Regions from separate parts of the Anas platyrhynchos genome. Here region 1 is linked to region 2. The links are chromatin contacts, called in public Hi-C maps. All regions are on one chromosome and are shown on one strand. Each heading gives the region's core, a stretch centred on a gene start, on an enhancer-like site or on the middle of the called end of the contact. The rest is flanking DNA. Distances are from core to core; before and after follow the strand shown. Region 1 overlaps LDLRAD4 (low density lipoprotein receptor class A domain containing 4). Region 2 has its middle 9.9 kb from the start of LDLRAD4.

Region 1 (3,722 bases), core at 757-3,256, 280 kb before region 2:
TGCCTGAAATGGTACTTCCTGGGAAACAAAAGTCAGGTCTTCACTCTCTGAAATGCATTTATGGGTATTAAGAGGGTCACTCTCTTCCCCCTAACTAAACTCAAATTTTACGTATATAATTTTACACTTATATATATAAAATAATACCCCTATCTCTTTTTTTTTTTTTTTTTGCAGGTGAAGTGTTTCAAGTGGCAGTGTAGTTTCCGATGTTGGCCCTAGGTGGCAGTGACATATTACAGCACATTTCATCAGTGCCCTACTCCAAGAACACCCACAGGCCCGTTCCTCCCTGCCCTGCCCCTTCTCAGTTGATGCAGAGCATCCCAGCTCTGCAGTTCACAAAGCTCTCCCTCCCAGACATGAGGGGGGAGAAGCTACTGCCTTGTCCCTAGCAGAACGACACGAGCAAGGCCTCTCCTTCCTTTATAAGTTTTTTTTTTTTTTTTCCCCCAAGGGCAGGAAAGGTTACAGCACCTTGCAGAATAAATGGCACAGCACCAACAAGAAGTTCACGAGAGGTAATTACGGAGTCAGAACTCTCACTCTTACTCTGCCTCCTGACACTTCCAGCGGTTATTTCTGTTACTTGATGCTTTAAAGTCCTTATTTCCCCAACCCCACAGCACTTTGCCACGCGAAATAATCTTCATTTCATGGCAGCGAAGGAAATAGACGTGATTATGCGTCCTCCTTGATTTGGAGATGAAGCAAGCTGCCCAAAGGTGCCACAACGAGTCAGTAGCCACCAGGAGCTGGTGCTCCTCGCTTCTAGCCCTACCTGCAGACCTCCTAGATGCTGTCTCCCCCAGACCTGAATTTCTGCTGGTATTACACCCGTGGTGAAACGCTGCCAAACGCACGCTGTGTGTTTTAAGGGTTTGTATGTTTTAAGAGCCACACCAGGAGGCGGGGGGCTTGCCCTGGGAGGTGAAGCAGCCTCCTCAGCAGCACCACGACAGGAAAACCCAGTATTTCTGTGCCCTCAGGGTTTAAGGCCTCAGCACACTAATCATGGTAATAAAGACCCCAGAAGGGATAAAAAGGAGGGGAAAACAGAAAAGAAAAACCAAAAATTTAGAATGGAAATGATGGGCACGCAGAAAAGCACGGTTACAGAACAAGGATGCAACAGCATGAAGTCGTTGAAGACCAACTCGCAGATTTTCTGGGATCAGAAAATCTTTTCTGCCCTTCAAGTGTTGCTCACACTTGGGATTCTGGTGATGTTTCATCTTCTTTTAATACTCTGATTTCTGGACAATGAGAATTTCAACCTCTAGTCTTTTTTTTTTTTTTTTTTTTTTAATAAAAAAAAAAAGTTCAGCCAGACAAAGAAGAAACACACAAGCATGTAAACACACATTGCATTTCGTTATTTCAGAGGCCTGACCCCACAAGTTTTACAGGTGTGAGGCTGTAAATAAATATTTAATATTTAATATTCTGCCTCTTATAAAAAGAAGCAGAATAAGGGAGATTGGCAGTGGGCGAGCTGGTGTTCAGGGCAGCTGCAGCTCAGCTGTTGGAGGGCACCCTCATCCAGAAACAGGACGGGCCTGAGGAAAAGGCACAGAGCTGAACGTAGCACAGGCATGGAGAGGGACAAACAAACAAAAAAAGAAACAAACAACCAAAAAAGGCCCATCTGAGTAAGAAAGGGCAGATCCTGTCTCTCGCTACACCTCTGCAACCTCGGTCAGGTGGGGGTGGTTTCTCTTCACAGTTCCCTGCAGGAACCAGCCAGTTCATTTACTGGTTTGGTTTACAAAATACTGCGGAACTTCCCCTGTTTTCGCTCACCGTTTCTCTGCCGACAAAAGGCCTGAGTCAGAATGACATTCTCTCTACGCATTAGTGGTTAATACACATTTAAATCCATTTTCAGAGCCTGCACGCCACAAGAAGCCTGTTCCCTTGGAAGAAAACCCACTTCCCATCAGCACACAGACCGAGCCTGCCTGGTTAAAAGGCAGATGTATTTCACAAGGCACAATCCACCCTGTGCCTCGCAGCACGCGCTGCCTGTTCACCTTCTGCAATCCACTCCGCTTGGGACAGCGAGACGGGACTGGTCATTTCCAGTTTCACATCACCAAAAAAGCCACGTCCGTTCCCTGCTCCTCACGCCCCACGCGCTGCTTCTACGGCTTGTGCTGCAAACAGAGCGCGGCTGGTTTCCACCAGCATTTCCTTCTGATGCTTAAGACAAAGGAAAATTCAAAAATAGTCGATGTCTGACCTCAGAGACTGCCACAGGGCTCTGCCCCGCGCATCTGACCTTTTTTTAAGAATGGCTTCGGCTTATCAGAAACCAAGATGAGTAACAGCGATGACAAACCCACACCAGACAGTTTTCGGAAGAATTAGTAACCACTTCTTGCCAACCAATTACCAATTCCTACGAAGCCCTCACTCAACTATGATTATCAGTACTTACAAGGTTGCCATCAAACCGAAACTGGGTCAGTGTTTTAAAAATGATTTAAGAGCAGTTTTGGATACTACAGCAGGGCTCCGAGTCCCCAGTGTCAAATCCGACATCCTTATTTGCAGGAAGATGGTGTTTCCTCCCTGGCTTCCAAGAGAGAAGGCACCACTCGCTCTAATAACAGACAATACTAACGAACCATGCGCAGGAAATAATGGGTTTCTTCATGCATTTGACAGCTCGCTGCCATTTTAAAAGATTTGTGAAGATGAAAATGCGTTGCCTTTATCTCAAATCATGTCATTTGAGCTCCTCGTAGCAATTATAGTTAACACTTTTCAGACAGAAGCGTGGTTCTTAAATTAGTGTGTCCATTTCAAAAATTTTCAAAAAAAACCTCTCAAATTAATCTAGGCAGTGTTTCCAGCCCAGAAGTCCACAAGGTTACGGTTTCACAAGCTGTAGTTTCATCTGTAACTAAGTTAGAGCTCCTGGTTATCAGAACGATGGGCACCAGGGCTGCCTCCTCTCGAGGAGATGGCTCCTCTCTTTCCTGCACAGCCTCCAAGGTGTAAGAGTCACCTCAGCAAAAACGTGTTAAAAAGCAACTGGTTTTCAGCCAGATTAGCTCCCTGAAGCACCTCATCACACCCCTGTGATACGGAGCACAAAGAAGGAGCTTGAAACACACAACCAGGACGGAAAGAAGGGTGAGACAAAGCTGCACCCAGCACATCCCACCCAGCAAACTTCTGGCTCCCGAGGCAAGTCACGAGCCCCCTTACTGCTGGGTCAACTTGGGACAGCCTTGGAAAAGCTGGATGGAGATTCAGCCTTCAGCCTCTGGCTCTCTAACAAGACATCTTAGCCACTCCAGGCCCCTGAGAAGGATCACTTTCCTCGTATTTTCTTGCTGCTCGAATGAAACATAAACACGACGTTCTCCTGGGCACCTACTGGTCTAGTGTTTTGGATCCAGCAAACTGTCACTGCAGCTTCACAAAGCAGTAACAGCGGTAAAACTCCAAGATATTAGTAAGTATCTAAAAAGTCACAACACAAATGTCAATTCTTCATACCCCAGGTGATCTCCATTTACTCTCCTTCCATTTCCCCTCACACCACAGCAGCAGCAGCTGAACACCTGAACACCTGAACTTCCAAACACAAGATGAAACACGCTACGTAGGGCATAGCAGGGTCTAAGAATACTCAGAGGCAGTCAATTTTAAATTTCCATTCTCATTTTTTGCCACTGACAAATCCAAGGGCAGCAACAGAGCTAACTCTA
Region 2 (3,842 bases), core at 1,172-3,671:
GAAAAAAACATGGCTACAATTGCTTACTGAAATACTGAAAATAAGACTGTTGTGGTATTCCCCTCTAGCAGACTACTCCCAAAGAGCTCTTAGGAATCCCGTCTTTGCTCTTTTGTGTTAAATGTATCACTTTTTTTTTTTTCGACTTCTAATCCTCCTCACTATTTTTGCAGATCATCTGTAATATATTTTTAATATTAAAAATCTTCTTAACACAGTAGTTTAATGCCTTCCATTAACAGCTCTCCAAGCATTTTGTTGACATTAACCAGCTGTATCTCACCAGCCCAGACACACACACGCATTATTCCTATTCTGTGGACAAGAAAACAACAACAGAGAAGGCTGAGTGGCAGAATTCATCCTGACAGCCAAACTTTAACCACTAGATCACAAGCAGCTTGAAGAAGGACAAACCACGCTCTAATGCACAGATCTGGATGACTGTATTAACAGGAATTCCTCCAATAACTTGCTGCCTCTTATCTCAGATACTTCCTTAGCTACTCACTTATTTATAAGCAGGCTACCTACAGATCTTTAACATACCTTACAGACTCCAAGAACAGAGCCCAAAATAAAAAGTCATTAAAATTAATCTTTCACAGTTATTTTAGCATCAGCATAACAAGTTGAGAGAATGTGGAATACATAAAAATGATGGATTTTTACATCTTTTTCCTTTAACACACTATTCATTTGGCTGGCACCTTCAGCACTCTTCACTGACAGTTGAACCACTTTAAACAAGACACTACTAGAAAAATATATTCAAAAACTGTTGAGAAAAATGTTTCTACATTTCAAAATTTTAACTCCAAAGCTTGTGTATATCATCGTTATAGATACAATCCTACCAGGTTATTCACATATTTCTCTAGTGAATGTTAAAGCACGAAGATGTGCCCTGTCATGTTGTGAAAATGATACCCTGATTCATATGTTTAATGCAATGAGATGCACGAAAAAAAGAAACACTGTATTTTGTTCTCAAGCCTATGAAGTGAAAGAGTATTTTACTACATTCAAAGACAGTTTTCTGCAACTGATTAGAAACCCTATGCATTCATTATGCACTGTATAATACAGACTTTCATGAATAAAAAATGAATAAAAAAAGTTTTCCTAGGTTAGGAGACGATTTACTAAAGTTTTGTGCTTTTGCTTTTTGTTCTTTAATGTTAAGTGAAAAGATGGATTGTAACCTTAACATTGAAGAACTCCTGATGCAGATCAATGCACCTTCAGAAATTCTTCTGATACAATATAATTTGCAGAAATATGTGCCAATCTACATCGTGGCATTAACATCTTACTTGCATTTCTTTTCCATTTTTGCATCTTATCTTTTCTATGGTAGTTTTCCCCCTCACTGCACTGAAGGGAGACTGCCCAAAGAATGAATCAGGAATACGTAGGGGAGGATGTTCCATTTAATGAAGCTCTACCTCAGTTGTGCAGGGTAACATCTTGCTTTTGCTCACTCATATTCACTAGACTGCACTCTACAGTAGAAATTCATGAACAAATTGTCACAAGCAAGGATATCAAATCTACATCAAATCAGTAAATTTGCAGTAATTTCTATAAAATGTAAGCTCTGCCTTAACGACACATGCAAAAGAAGTTGGTCTTTAACCAGGAAAATAACTGACTTCAACTAATCTCTTACTGACCTGACAATAACAATTTGCATCCAGGCAGTTAATGTAAAAACAGCCAATGCATGATAAGTTGCTTAGAATTAGGAGACAGAGCAGGTTATTCGTGCACATATACTCTCAATATACATGCACCTACATTATGTCAGACAGTCTGGCAGCATTTTTATAAAACATAGCCACACCTATATCTTATGCCAATCTAAGTTATAACGTTGCCAGAAAATTTCACTTCTGCAAGCTATGTCTTTCTGGCAAGACAACAAAGATGCGAAATAATCTCTTTGTTCCTCAAACTTGAGACTTTTCACCAGCGTGCATAGATGGGCAAATAAATGTGCTTATGGTTTACTTCTAGCTATGCCATCCACAGCTTTTTAGCACATAACCATCCCAAACTGTATTGCTTCAAAACTAGACAATTATCACACAATGAAGGCTGTTCCTCCCCATGGGTATTGGAATATCTTCTCACTGTTTATTTTTGTTCGAGCATTGTTTTTGCAGTGATATTTGCAACAACTTGAACAACAACTTGAATTACACCACATGCAGCGAGGCCCTGCAGAGACCTCAGAGCCTCGCCAGGGGAACAGGCAAACTGTTATCTCCTACTCCTTTCTCCCTCCAAATATCTGCCCTTCTGCTGGGGGCAAGGCAGCAGAGCAAAGAAGATATTGTTCTGTTCAACACCATTCCTGGCACCGCATCCCAACAGCAACGTGGAGATCTTGGCGAGGAACGGCACAGCTTGGAGTGCTTTAGCAGTTGCATGGGGCATTCAGCCAGAGGCTGCACAGCTGCTGCTGGAAGAGACTCCAGGCTACCCTCTCGCCTCCTGGGCCTCCCTGCTCTCACAGATCTCTCGCTGATACTGTGAAGGTTGTAACAATATCGGGCAGACTCCTCTCCATCCACAAACCTCCCTATTAACCAGTATAGACTTTACCTGGTAGTTAACTGGGACAATCCAGGCACAGGCTCAGTTCATTTAAAGAAGCCTCAGGGAACTTCAGAATCCCTCCCACCTGCCACTAAAAATAAAAAACAAAAATGGTTTGGAGTCAATATAGCTGTAACTTGTCTGTTCTCACATAAAGTTACAAGAGCAGAGGAAGTTATTTGTAAGTGATCAGTCTCAGCTTTGTACCGGGCAGATACAATTTTATAAGAAATCCAGATGTCATTCAGAACAGTGTCAAAAGTCAAACTAAAATTAGTACCCACTGGAAGTCTTTTTTAAAGAAAAAGAAAATTCTCTCTGCAGCTTGACAAAGGAACAGCAAATACATCTCAAAATCCCCTATTTCTCTTAGCAATGTCATTGGGTTTTCCCTCATACAAATATAAGATCCTAAAGAATCAAGAGTGGGTAATTTGTCCATGTTTCTGTTTGGATATGGCTCATGACCCATGATCAGTTTATGCATCCCAGTAGTTCCCTCAGAGTACAGAGCTGTCCACCACTATAGCTTGATTTACATGCACAGTATCTACCTACAGGAAAAATCCTTATACACTGCAAGAGACCAAGACAGGTTTTCTACATTTAACAAACCAAATAAGATTACTTTCAACAGTCTTAGGCAATATTGTAACTGCCTGCACACTGTGAGTTGGTGAAAGAAGGATAAAACAAAACTTTGCTTAATTTGTTCTGGGACAGAGACCCCAGTCATCTACCTACCACTCTGTAAAGCGAGTTCACCTTCCAGCCATGCTGTGCCTACCCAAACTGTAGCACTCACCCCCTTCCACTGAATAAAATAGTGCTTTATTTGCAATGATTTAAATAAAGCTCTCTTTGTCCATGAAAGATCACTGTTCTTTTCAGCAAAAGGCATGATCTCACCATTCTGATATAATTGTCCCATTAACTGCGTGAAAGAAACTTTACATTGCCACAGCTGACACAAAGCACTCTAGAAGGTGAATCTGGAAGTGCAGAGGGATGTTTACAGTTCACCTCATTGACAGCACGGGCCACCTAGCAATTCCCTAAGAATGAGAAGGAAAGGAAAATCGGCACGGGGTTAGGCTGACATCAAGATGCCATTCAGGGTATCCAGCCCCCAAAATACCTCATCCCCATAGTAAGTCTTTTAAGATCAGTTGGTCCCCAGATGCCTTGCAAAATTCCATCTCAGAAGGGGATTAAAGCTGTCATTTGACCAAGAACCC

Evidence for each region. A called contact is a pair of places that touch in the nucleus more often than the background predicts.
Region 1: a contact with region 2 is called in a Hi-C map of liver, with 2.7 times the contacts expected there. The contact joins two enhancer-like sites. A contact is called at or near these places in 2 of 8 Hi-C or Micro-C datasets (liver and subcutaneous adipose tissue).

What each region holds. Positions count from the first base shown.
Region 1 is chr2:55,647,620-55,651,341 of IASCAAS_PekinDuck_T2T, reverse strand. All of the region lies in intron 5 of LDLRAD4 (low density lipoprotein receptor class A domain containing 4), which reads right to left. Among named protein-coding and RNA genes, the nearest start is that of RNMT, 44 kb to the left of the region's middle. Within about 2 kb of position 2,006, at least 1 of the 8 cell types and tissues checked has an H3K27ac peak or open chromatin away from gene starts, as enhancers often do.
Region 2 is chr2:55,371,375-55,375,216 of IASCAAS_PekinDuck_T2T, reverse strand. No RefSeq gene overlaps it. Among named protein-coding and RNA genes, the nearest start is that of LDLRAD4, 9.9 kb to the left of the region's middle. Within about 2 kb of position 2,421, at least 1 of the 8 cell types and tissues checked has an H3K27ac peak or open chromatin away from gene starts, as enhancers often do.